Regions from separate parts of the Zea mays genome. Here region 1 is linked to region 2. A link is a contact called in public Hi-C data. All regions are on one chromosome and are shown on one strand. Each heading gives the region's core, a stretch centred on a gene start, on an enhancer-like site or on the middle of the called end of the contact. The rest is flanking DNA. Distances are from core to core; before and after follow the strand shown. Region 1 holds the start of LOC100125647 (major facilitator superfamily protein). Region 2 holds the start of LOC100285990.

Region 1 (6,134 bases), core at 172-2,671, 580 kb after region 2:
TGTTGGGGCTTCTATACTTAGCCGAATCATGAAATCCTTTATTCTCTCGAAAGACATCAAGCCCTAGGAAGGCCTTAGAACCCGGGCACTAGGATTATCTGGAGGCCCATCAAGGCCTCATGCGGCCGAGAGAACTAAGCATGAAAGTGCCCTGAAGGCTAGAGTGTCCTTAAGGTTAGATGGTGGTGGCTTGAGCGTGGTGTGCCCTGACCTTAGCCAATAGCCAGAGGTGAGGCAAGTCCTTAGGCTATAAGGCTGTGGGGTCAGCAATTGTCGCCGCACAATAATTTCTTTTGTTGCAGTTCTCCGAAGGCATCTTGGAGGATAGCCATCCCCAAACACTGATAGTATTAGTACCGAGTTAAAGAGTTATCTTGGTGGGCAAGTTCAGATCTCCTTTGGATCAAAGGATAAATTTCTAAATCCTGCGTTTTTCATGTGTTTTTGAAATAATTCCCGTGAAATTCATGTATCATTCCTACGTTTCAAAGGAACCCTCAAGCACAAAGGTCCAACTCAGATGTTAGAGAACTTCCAAGAATCTTTCTAAAATTTGCTCTATAAATTATAATTTAGAGTCATTCGAGTAAAAATCGTTTTCTATATCTTTATACCATCCAACAACCTTAGGGAGTCATTATCCTTCTCTATTCTTGGCTAGCGAGAACTTGAAATTCAAAATAAATGTTGTCTGTATTTGAAGATTCCAATTAAGGCCATATTTGGTTTCACGGATTAGAGGCCTGGAACGATTCCTAGCTAAATTATTTCTCTAATTTATATAAGTTTTGATGAGCCGAAACGAATCGTAGTCCATTCCTAGATAAACGGACCGACTCTAAAGAGAGACTGAGAGTATTTTTTTTACTAAAATCACAATTTCTGTAAATTGTGAATAATATAAACAGTCATCTGAAGTTATTCCAAATATGTAAAATATAGAAGAGTATAAAAAAAGGAACCTATTGTTTTAGCTTTTCTACATACCTAGCTTACCAAAACAATTTTTTTACTGGAAAAATAACTTATCATTTTTGTTGTTTTCCATTTGTAGTGCGCGAGTAGCCAAGTATACCAACATGCTCACATAATACAACACGTGCATGAGTTTTATTTCCAAAAAAAAATTGCACGCGTGCTTTTATTAATTTTGTGAGGATGTCGGTCAGGGAGGATCTATGTAATACGATGTATATCAAGTGTTAAGTGTAGACAAAAGGAATATTTTTATATAAGAATATTATAAAAATAGTTATAAAAGCCGCGTGCAGTCGTGCAGATGGGAAATTGTCGCGTGCAGACGTGACGCGAGGAGCGCGGCGTGGACCCCAGCCGCCACCTGGCGAACGACGGCCACGCAACTCTTGCGACCACACGGGCATTTGGTCTCCTCCATTCGTTGAGTGCGCGCGCGGCGCGGCGCGGCGGCTTGCCATTACCCGTCCTCTCTCTTACCCCGTCGTCCTCTTCACCTGCAATTGAGCATTTGCTTGCTCCCCCTCCCCGACAAAAACCCCCTGTCCCGTCGAGCCTCGCATCCCTAGTTCCCTACAAGCAAGGAAGGAAACCCGGGCAACACGACACCGGCGGTGCCAGTGCCACGGAAAATTAGCCGGCTCCCTCCCCGACGTCCGGCGGCGGCCGAGCAACGGTTCGCTCCTTCACCCGCTCTTCTACTCCGCCCCCCGCCGTCCAGTGATCGTCGACCGTCCCGTCCGTTTCTAAGTCTCAGCTCTTCCATTGTGGCTGTTGGTTAAAAGTTCGTGGGCGCCCAGGATACCGCCTGTCTTGTCCTCAGGGGGATTGTTTTTACTGCTCTCATTAATATGGACCTCATGTTTATTCTATCTACCCCGCTTTTACATTTTGTGGGTCTTCGTTGCGTCAAGGAGCAGAAATTTTCTGGGAGGGAAAAAAAACTTCGTCGATCAACCGATCTCTGTGTTTTTATTAGTTGGCCATGGAAATCCTTACTTGAAACTTAAACTTATATCCCTTTCCGTGGCCCGTAAACTGTTAGTATTGTCTGTCGGTGAGCTCAAATGCTTCATTCTGAAAGAGAGATTTGATGTATACTGATCAGCAATCTCTAAATTCAATTTGGTGACACCGTATGAGTCATTTGGGCTCCAAAAACCTATCAGATGTTGTCTACTCCACAAGTTCACGACAGGATGCTTCGTTCTGACAGAATGACTTCTCTGGATCTGCAGGTGCTGGCTCCCAACATGGAGACATATACCACAGACGACGCGCTTACCATTATGGGGTTTGGAAAATTCCAAGCGCTTGTTCTTTTCTACGCTGGAATGGGCTGGGTTGCAGAAGCTATGGAGCTCATGCTCTTGTCGTTTCTCGGGCCATTCATACGAGAGGAGTGGAACGTCTCCCCAGAGAACGAGAGCCTCCTTTCGAGTGTTGTCTTTGCTGGCATGCTGCTAGGTGCCTGTGCTTGGGGCTTTGTTTCCGACAAATATGGACGGAGGTAAAAGATTTCCTGGTACAAACGCTCTCATGGTTTGGCTGCCAACTGCAAACCTTCCTGACCTTGAGTTTATCATAACCTCAAATTAAACACATCAATTCTTAAGGCTCAATCTACATGTTTCTGAATTCTGATATCCTGCTATCCAACTATGACATATGTGCTGATAGGATATTCTTCTTTGTAGGATTTTGAAGCATAAAGAAATGTGTGCTTGATATGATGTGATTATAACCGCAACTGCTTACCAAATTACAACATCAATGCTGAATAATGTAATTCAGTAACAAGTTACCAGCACATTTAAACCTAATGGCAAATTTGACAAAAAAAATGAAGGAATATGCAATGTTTTCTCTAGCATAAATTCTACTTTCATGCAAGTACGTTTGGACCTTTTTACTACAAAAGCATCTATTTATCATCTCAAATTTGAGAACCAATGCAATTTTCATCTTTACAGCGGTATTGGTAGTGGTTTGCTCATGGCATCCGGCTGGACTAGATTTGCTTCGTCAGCAAACTAACTAGCCATGTCAGCAATCTACCTCATACAATGATTCACAAGGATTACAGGGTAAAAGCATAGATAATTTTCCTTCATTTCCTGTTTGTGTTCTCTCTGCTTTTTCTATATCTGAACGCCAAGGACGGATTCAGAACAACATTACAATATCACTTTGAGAACTATCTTGAAGATTTAGTTGTATAATGCTTTGGCTTGGAAATTGGGTACTACAAAACTAATTTTTGCAGAGGATCTAATCAGAACTTTCATGAAACTAGAAAGGGATAAGTTGGATATTTTCTTTTCTTCCAATGCCATTCCTTACTCTATTTCAACCTCCTCCTCTGTTTCAAGCATAAGTGAGATAAAACTTACATTTCCCCTATTTCAGGACTGGTTTAATATTTTCAACTCTATTTACTAGTGGAATGGGTTTTCTAAGCGCTTTATCTCCTAACTACTTATGCTTGGTGGCTCTTCGGTTTCTGGTTGGAGTAGGAGTGGGTGGCAGCCATGTGTTTATATCTTGGTTTTTGGAGTTTGTTCCTGCACAAAATCGTGGCACTTGGATGGTTATTTTCTCCCTTTTCTGGACTCTCGGCACGATCTTGGAAGCTTCACTTGCATGGGTAATGATAAGTTTTGTTCCTTTTAGATGCAATTCTTAGCATTCTAAATTGTTCCCAGTCACATGGTCATGATGTTTAACAAAATAGAATCCGAATGAAGAGTAAATTATAGTTATAATGCGTATATAGAACCAGAAAGAACCTTGAGTGCAGTTTCTGAAACCATGTGGAATGTGATTCAAGCATGTTTCTGAAACCATGTGCCTGTGCCAGAATACAATGCTTCGTGTCAAGCACATATGTCATAATGTGAGCACTCTGAATTCTTGAACTTTCTGCAGTAAGTTAAACTAGCCACAATGCAGTAAATCTTGAATTAGGAATCAGTTTAATGATGATTCTTGCTTATATTCTATTGGCTACTTTCTTTTCTGTTAGTTTTTTAGTATTTATACTTATATTTGTTGTTGTAGGTCGTATTGCCAGCATTGAATTGGAGGTGGCTGCTAGTCTTCACCGCCCTTCCATGCTTCCTCTTGCTTCCTTTCTTTGGACTAACACCTGAGTCTCCGCGCTACCTTTGTGCACAAAATAGAATGTCTGATGCCACATCTGTTCTAGAGAGAATGGCCAACGCAAACCAATCAGCTCTTCCCCCGGGAGTTCTCACGTACAATAGACAAACAAAATGTGACCACGACGTTCTCGCTCCCGAGAGTGAATGTCTTCTTCCTGTCAGAGAGAAGGAATGCACAGTTGACAATGCCAAGAGCTCCGAATCTGGCAGTCTTGCTGCACTGCGCATGCTATTATCGCGCGAACTGCTCAGATCAACTCTGCTTCTTTGGTTTGTTTTCTATGCAAATTCCTTTGCTTATTACGGGTTAGTATTGCTGACATCGCAGTTGAGTGATGCAAATAAAAGTTGTGCATCTGGTGTGTCTTTTGGTCTGCGCCAAAAGGAAATCAATCTTTACAAAGACACTTTCATCACTAGTTTAGCAGGTATCGTTGAAAGCTCCCTTATTTTCTTTTTGCCTTCTGTTATGTCTCACTGTGGTATAACACTAACTTGTTGTCTCTACAGAAATCCCAGGTTTATTTTTGTCTGCTGTTCTTGTTGATTGGTTTGGTCGAAAAGCTTCGATGTGGTCTATGATGTTCGCATGCTGTGCTTTCCTTGGACCACTTGTACTTCAACAGACTGAGTTGTTGACAACTATTCTTCTATTTGGTGCCCGTGCATGTGCCATGGGGAGCTTTACAGTCTTGTGCCTTTATGCTCCAGAGGTTTGTATCAGGGTCTTATGGCGTATAATATTAGTTATATAACATGCTTAATTGATCTGTAAAACTGCCATCAATTAAGAATCATAGAACAGGTTCAATACCAGAGTATCCCATCCATTTGGAATTTTGGATCTACTCGTTCTACTTTACTGATCGCCTTTTTATGTGTGCCTATGGTTCTTTAGACTCTAAACATGCTTTGCCAGTTTCGTTGGTCAAGTTGTGTTGCAGTTGCAGCAGAGTATGCCTTCAGCTAATTCCCTTCTTTCTTTTCTAGGTGTATCCAACATTTGTCCGGTCAACCGGTGCAGGAATTGCGACCGCCATTGGTAGGATTGGTGGGGTTGTTTGCCCTCTCGTTGCTGTCGCCATGCTGCGGAGCTGCCATCAGATGGAAGCACTCATTGTGTTTGAGGTGATATTATGCCTTGCTGCAGTTGCCTGCATGTTCTTCCCTGTAGAGACCAAGGGCCGTGGAATGGACTGATGCAATATCAGGCTTCAGCATCTAGATGAGCTTGTAGTTCATCACTGTTTGTTTTATGCCATCATTATGTACAGAGAATATACATGTAACATGGTGTGGATAGTTCCTCAAAATATGTGCAGGACTTTCCAAATTTGTAAGACAGATTTTGTACTGAAAGACAGCTGGTTCTGTACTGCCAAAACACTGAAAGACAGAGTTGTATTACTCCTCAGCATTTCTTGCAAGCCAGAACCTTTTTGGCCAAAATACACGAGTTTTGCAGGTACTCCAGATCATTTTGTAATATGTATTAACGTCTTTGGATGAGCTCATAATAAGTTTATTAATTTTTTTCTTGAGGTAATGCTACTGCTCAAATATTCAGCGATGAACGTAGGGGTTCTAGATCCATTCATTTAGTTGCAAATGACGGACCGCTGATACCAAAAAAGCCAAGACAACCCAGCATTGCTTATAGTTAATAGGGGTAGGAAAATGATTGGAAATAACAGCAGTGATGTTTGGTCACAAACTTATGTAACTGAATTGACTACTGTGCTAAACTCAAACATTCATTATTCGATACGTATGTAGTTTTTCCCCACGAGGTGTGGAAATATGTACATACTGACCTTAGGCGGCGACAGGTCAAACACATTTAGCAGAATTGTTATCGGCCTGTCAAGATAGCGCAACTATATTTCTAAATGGTAGAGGTGCTGAAACAAGTTCTTTCAACTCTTTGTCAAAACCAGGGTCCAGGGGTACCAGAAGGGATCAGCTGTCGACTGAAAAAAAAAGAAACTGCATGAT
Region 2 (5,789 bases), core at 2,846-5,345:
AACATGGATCGTTTTAATGAAGAGAGTGAGCATGGCCTTACTGTCGCCAAGAGATCAAATCTGAACCCGCTGCTTGATGAAAAGGACAAGCCATGAACATCTGAATAAAATGGAGTAAGTCATAACCTTTTATTTCTTGGAAGGATCAATCTTAATCCATAGTCCGGCCGACAGAGCATTAGTTCCTAGCCAAAGCTTCATAAAATTCTAACCAGAAAGTTATGCCATGTCACAATCCAAAAATGTTTTACATTCGTAAAAAGAAATTCTAAAATGTTTTAATTCATAAAATGAGATTCTAGCATTCTCTTGCTTGTTTCTGTAACCTGTACAAAAAACGCTTTTGCCCTGCTATATAACTCTTTGTGCCACATCTCTGTGACATAATATTAGTGGCAGAACAATTTGGAGACCCTAACCTTGGAATTGTCATTTAGTTTTCTTTAGAAATAGAAACAAGAAGTTTATTAGATTGCTTACTTTGATGAACTTTGAGAAACTAAAAAGCAATGGTTTTTGGTGCCTTTTGACAATAAAGAGATCAAGTTAACTGTGATTTTCATTAGAGATGAAAATTTCAATCAATAGTCAGTATAGTGTACAACTTTGCTCGAATAGCCACATAACTTTGATCATACCTATATGTCTCCAATTGTCAATTATACTTCACAAGTTATGTTTATACATGTGTTCTGAACCTGCCATGCTAAGTTTACCTTGAAAGCAACGCTTTATGATTATTTTGGAATGTTAAGTTTTCTTGGAGAGTTGAGATTGAGCATGCTCTTTATCTTTTGACACTAGATCTTTAGGATTAGGAGAGAACCGGTAGAGAAGATCTGGTTATTCATGCTTTACACTGAACTGTACTTTCATTTATCATTTTAGTCCATTGTTGGTTCCGCTTGTACTCTGTTTGCACTTTCCTGTACACAAATGCTCACATGGAGAGACATATGTAGATTACACATGATGTTGCACTTGTATTGCAAGGTCATCATGAATAGATTAGAAAATGAACATCTTGGTGTCTGACATCTTATTTGTGAAACACTCTTGTGCAGAAACATCTATTAGCAATATCAAAAAGAACAAAACTCGACCGGGGTGGGAATGACCACCCTCCCTGTATTATTTTAAGAAGAGACCAAAACAATGGTCCCGGTCGAGAAAATCCCCGAACCCTGGCACCCATCACTAACAGGATATCATCAACCGTCCACTCTATAATGGCCCAACCGGAGGGCGCACAGGACATCATAACCAGAGAGCGGATGGGGCACAACGAGGTGATTTTTTAACCAAGCCTAAAAATTGTCCCTGAGAGGAATCAAACCGGAACTTGGAGGTGCTACTCAGAAACCTTTAACCACTAGGCTAGAGGCCCTTTCGCTCGATTGGCAATATCTGCTGTGGATAAAAGCGAGGAGACATGACGCCGCCGCTATCATGGATGTGGGGACACTGTGGCCGCGCCCACCAGGGTGTGTCCCTTACTGAGGCCCAACACTGTGTACTATGTTGTGGATCTCGAGGGGAGAATATGATTATATGTCGTTGCAACACACAAACATTGCACTATTATAACATATGAGAGAAATTAAACTCATCATGTGTGTCTCATACAAAAAATCATCTGTTATAGGTCGTTGCCTCACTGATTAAGTTTTTGTTTCCTTTATTTGCTTGAATTGATCAGTCTACAATCTATCCTTTGCCAAATATCCTGGTTCCGCAGTTGTTCTGTCCATCCAAAAGCAGTACATCGATTTTTAGGATTGTTGCATGCATCCTAACGAAGCGACTGTGAAAAGTAGTCCACTTGTTTATTGGTAGCTGGTTTGCTACTTTTGGTTACCCTACAAGGGATAAAATTGATTATTATGCTTATAAGTGTATGGGATTGTAGATAATGTTGATAAGAAAAGATGAGTGATACCACATACTTATTTTTTAGTGTTGGTCTTTTCCTTTTGCATGATCATCTAACTATGTCCGTCGTCTACTGCTCGCGGGAGCCGGCGAGGTGCCTGCTAGACTCGGCGGAAGTGGAGTTTAGTTACGATGCCGACATCAGCCTCGTGTCCGTCGACTTGCTCATGCCGGACCAGGAGTTGTACCGATGGAGGCTGGAGATTAAGGTGTAGGCCGTGACACGCGTGCGCAGGAGTCGGTGTCGGCGCTTTTCTTGGGACTGATTAATTCTAAGTTGGACGACCATTGACATTTGTGATGTGCACGAGATGTATTGTGGTGTCTCGCTGTATAATTGGTACTGGGAGTATGTTTTGCTATGTCCGTATTTATATACCATGTGTGCTCTGAATGTTGTATAATACTATATAATAAGACCATCTCCAGCAGCTTACCCATACTCATATTGAAACCACACTCTACAAACAATACAATCTACAGTGCAAAAGGTGTTTTTGTGATCATATGGGTGAACTATTGTACATTGCACCTATATGATCACTAAAAACACTGTTTTGCATCGTTTTATATTGTAGATTGCACTGTTTATAGAGTGTAGTTTGAATATGGGTATGGGTGTAGTTTGATCTGCTGGAGATGGTCTAAAGGATGATCTCCTTCAATAGGAATCTCTTATCTAAACAATAAATGTTTTTAATAGGAACCTCTTATTCATTTCGATCATGTATTATTAACTTAGGAGATGCCTATTTCGATTAATAATGACATTGAGCCAAATTTTGGTTATTCGAAATGGTAGACTTCAACATTTATTATGATTATTATGTTGATGCTTGATAGCATCACTAAATAATGACCTGCGCGTGCACAAGTGCCCTCTGTTGCAACGCACGGGCATATACCTAGTGAGATGTGAAAAAAGTTATCGGAGACTGTGAGTTGTTAAAATGCTAAAAACTATTATGTGAAAACCACTAAAAGTAATTTTATGTACGCTTTCACAGTTCCATCCAAAAGACGATAAAAGTAGGTCTAAAGATGCTTTTAGTTTTACAATAGGAGAAAGTCCTTTGGCTTAACTTTTACGAGGCAAAAGACAAAGCTAAAAGTCAAACTAAACAGATTAGTTTATACCGAACTATAATAGCTCTATCTTGATTTTCCATGCACTCCAGTCGGTGCGCTATCGCAACAACTCCCAAATCAAATGTTATTGTCTTAAATATTTTCAGATTTCACCATATTTATAAAATATAAATATGGTATCAAAATCTATGACATCAAATTAATATATTTAGATGTATTATTATAAAATATATATTCATACATATTTATTTTTTGATGTTATAGATATTGTACTTTTTTCTATAAATTTGATTAAATATAAAAAACTGAGTTAAGATCTAAAACTCACATCAAAGAGGAATGGTTTGAAAAAACTTTTAAGGTTCTTGCTAAAATCAGGTGACTAAAATTTAGTTTTTTCACAAAATTATTTTATATATTTTAGATTAAAATTTGTAGAATTAGTTTGTTGCAACTTTTATGTATGTAATCTATAATTTTTAGTCTTAAAAATAAATACATAGTTAGATAAAATCTAATTTGAGTTGATACAAATAAAATAACAATATCTCACTATTTTTATGATCCAAAAACAAAAGATTAATTGATATAATACAAAGACAAATAAAACATCATACATAATTATTTATTTGTACTAATGATGTAAGAATATTATATAAGATTATCTTAAAAGTTACTAGAAAATGTTAATTTAAAGAGGCACAATGATTTAGAGGTGTTTAGGATGACTTCAGATTCTAGCTCCAATGTAAAGTTATTGTTTATAATATGACTTTAAATAGTTTTAAAAATATTTTTAATCTAAATAATAAACAAAATAACTTATCTAGATGTCATCTAAAGACTTCGAACTCTAATTTGACGATTTTCTAAAGCAACTAATAATCTACTTTACCTATTCTACCAAAATTTCTAAAGGTTTTGCCAAACATGACTTTATTATTTGTTTTAAAACTCGTGATATATTGTTAAATATAACGACCCTTTTTCTCCTCTGCACGTGCGGAGAAGGCAGCGACGAAATGGCGTCCCCGCGGAGGCGCGGACCCATCCGAGCCGCGTGCGCGTGATAAACTGATAAAGCCGGTAACAATTTTTCCGTGCTGCCCCACCGCAGCGTCTCGACTGGTCCCCTCCTTCCTCTTCTCTTCCTCTTCCTCTCACATCCCGGACAAATCCAATCCGAAATCATCTCCCCCTCGCCTCGCCTAGAAGAGGAAGGAAGAACAGAGATAAGCGACAACGCGTCCCTCCTCGCCTTCCTCCCGCCTCGAGCTCTTCCCGGAGCAACCGGAGCCACAGACGTCAGGACAGCCTAGCGCGTTCCACGCCGGTGAGTTGCCTCGTCCTCCCCTCGTCTTCCTCCTCTTCTCACGCTTGGCGAGATCCCGATTGACCCGGATCCATGCGAGTATAGCTGGCATGCATTTGGCTCTTCGGTTAATGGTAGGGTGGGGGCGGGCACGCGTGGGTTGGTTGATCGACCGATCTCGCTGTCGCCACCAATCGAATTCAGTGTTGGGCCCTGGGTCGTTGCTCGACTCATCCGATGGTCGGGTTGCTTTGTTGATTACCACCAGGTTGCGATTGGATGCTCATACGTGCCTCGCTTCTTTTTCCTCTTTCGATTCCAGGTATGCAGAACCAGATCATGTGCCATGCTTGCCGGACCCTTCTGCTCTACCCGCGTGGCGCGTCCAGCGTCTGCTGCGCGGTTTGCCAGGCCATCACCACCGTGCCGCCACCAGGTACGTACTGGATGCTTGGTTTCCCTTTTGACTGCTTGCTCCTCTGGGACTGGGACGCGGTAATAATCGCCTCTGGTTCTCTCAACCTGTGCACAGCGAATTAGTTAGGGGTGCATGAGAAACAAACATTTGAGTTTCAGATCATATACGACAATAATAATAATAATGTTTTAATAGTAATAAACTACAGAGTTTCGTGCTATTTGACAGGTATTGTGATTCTATTTACCATACCAACACAAGAAAAATGAAATGGACAATAATTTACATGTCCCAAGTGACTATCCTTTCTGAATATGAGTTATTTTGTTTGGAAAAGTCGGTTGTTACTAAAGTCTAAGCTTGAGCATACCTAGTTTTGCTGTATGCATTCTCTTTGTTTAACATCTGGTTATCAGCTAGGATTCATGCTAGTTAATAATCTGATTAGGTTGCACGTGCACTTGGTTTTCCCTTGCTGTTTTTTTCTGGATGGAAACATAGAAGTTGGAACTTTGCTAAAATAATGGACGAACACTAGATTAAAGAGATTCCGCCGAGGCCCTGCCCTTCAGCGCACCACGGTGAACCGTCCGAACACCGACGGGATCAAGCGCTGCAACCCTGTGTCCCTTGTAGCTTCACTCCCTCGACAACGGCACGCTTGCGGCAGCGAGGAAGCTCTGGATTGGCGCCCCCCTATTCTCTCTCTGTCTCGGCGGGCGCTCGACACGATCAATGGGCGAGAGAGATTACGAGCCATCGGATTGCGGCCCTATATAGGCTTGGTGTGGCGCCCGCGGACACGGCTAGATCCTAACAACTCCCTATGAAATCCCAACAGATTCCCGAGGTTCACAGCGCGATTTGTTGCGTGGCGGCTATCTGGATCGAGTGCATCTCTAGGAGGAATAGGGGCTCCTGCCTGTGTGGTCCCATACGTCAGCGACGTCAGGGATATACAGGCACGCTGTATTACCCTGCCCGCGCGGGCCCGCCCGACAGTGACACAAGAGCGGCTGCAATTGAGAGCACAGGTGG

What was found. A called contact is a pair of places that touch in the nucleus more often than the background predicts.
Region 1: a Hi-C map of bundle sheath shows a contact between it and region 2, with 2.0 times the contacts expected there. The contact joins the promoter of LOC100125647 here to the promoter of LOC100285990 in region 2. A contact is called at or near these places in 4 of 25 Hi-C or Micro-C datasets (bundle sheath, ear, endosperm and 1 more).

What each region holds. Positions count from the first base shown.
Region 1 is chr1:259,007,843-259,013,976 of Zm-B73-REFERENCE-NAM-5.0, forward strand. LOC100125647 (major facilitator superfamily protein) reads left to right here and starts at 1,422. Exons shown (of 6, transcript NM_001112578.2): 1 at 1,422-1,651; 2 at 2,214-2,485; 3 at 3,385-3,622; 4 at 4,036-4,567; 5 at 4,650-4,852; 6 at 5,130-5,612. The coding sequence starts at 2,229. The coding sequence ends at 5,339. LOC103643707 (protein tesmin/TSO1-like CXC 2) reads right to left here. Exons shown (of 11, transcript XM_008666879.4): 11 at 5,873-6,109.
Region 2 is chr1:258,426,942-258,432,730 of Zm-B73-REFERENCE-NAM-5.0, forward strand. LOC100285990 reads left to right here and starts at 4,096. Exons shown (of 7, transcript NM_001158878.2): 1 at 4,096-4,354; 2 at 4,656-4,769. The coding sequence starts at 4,658.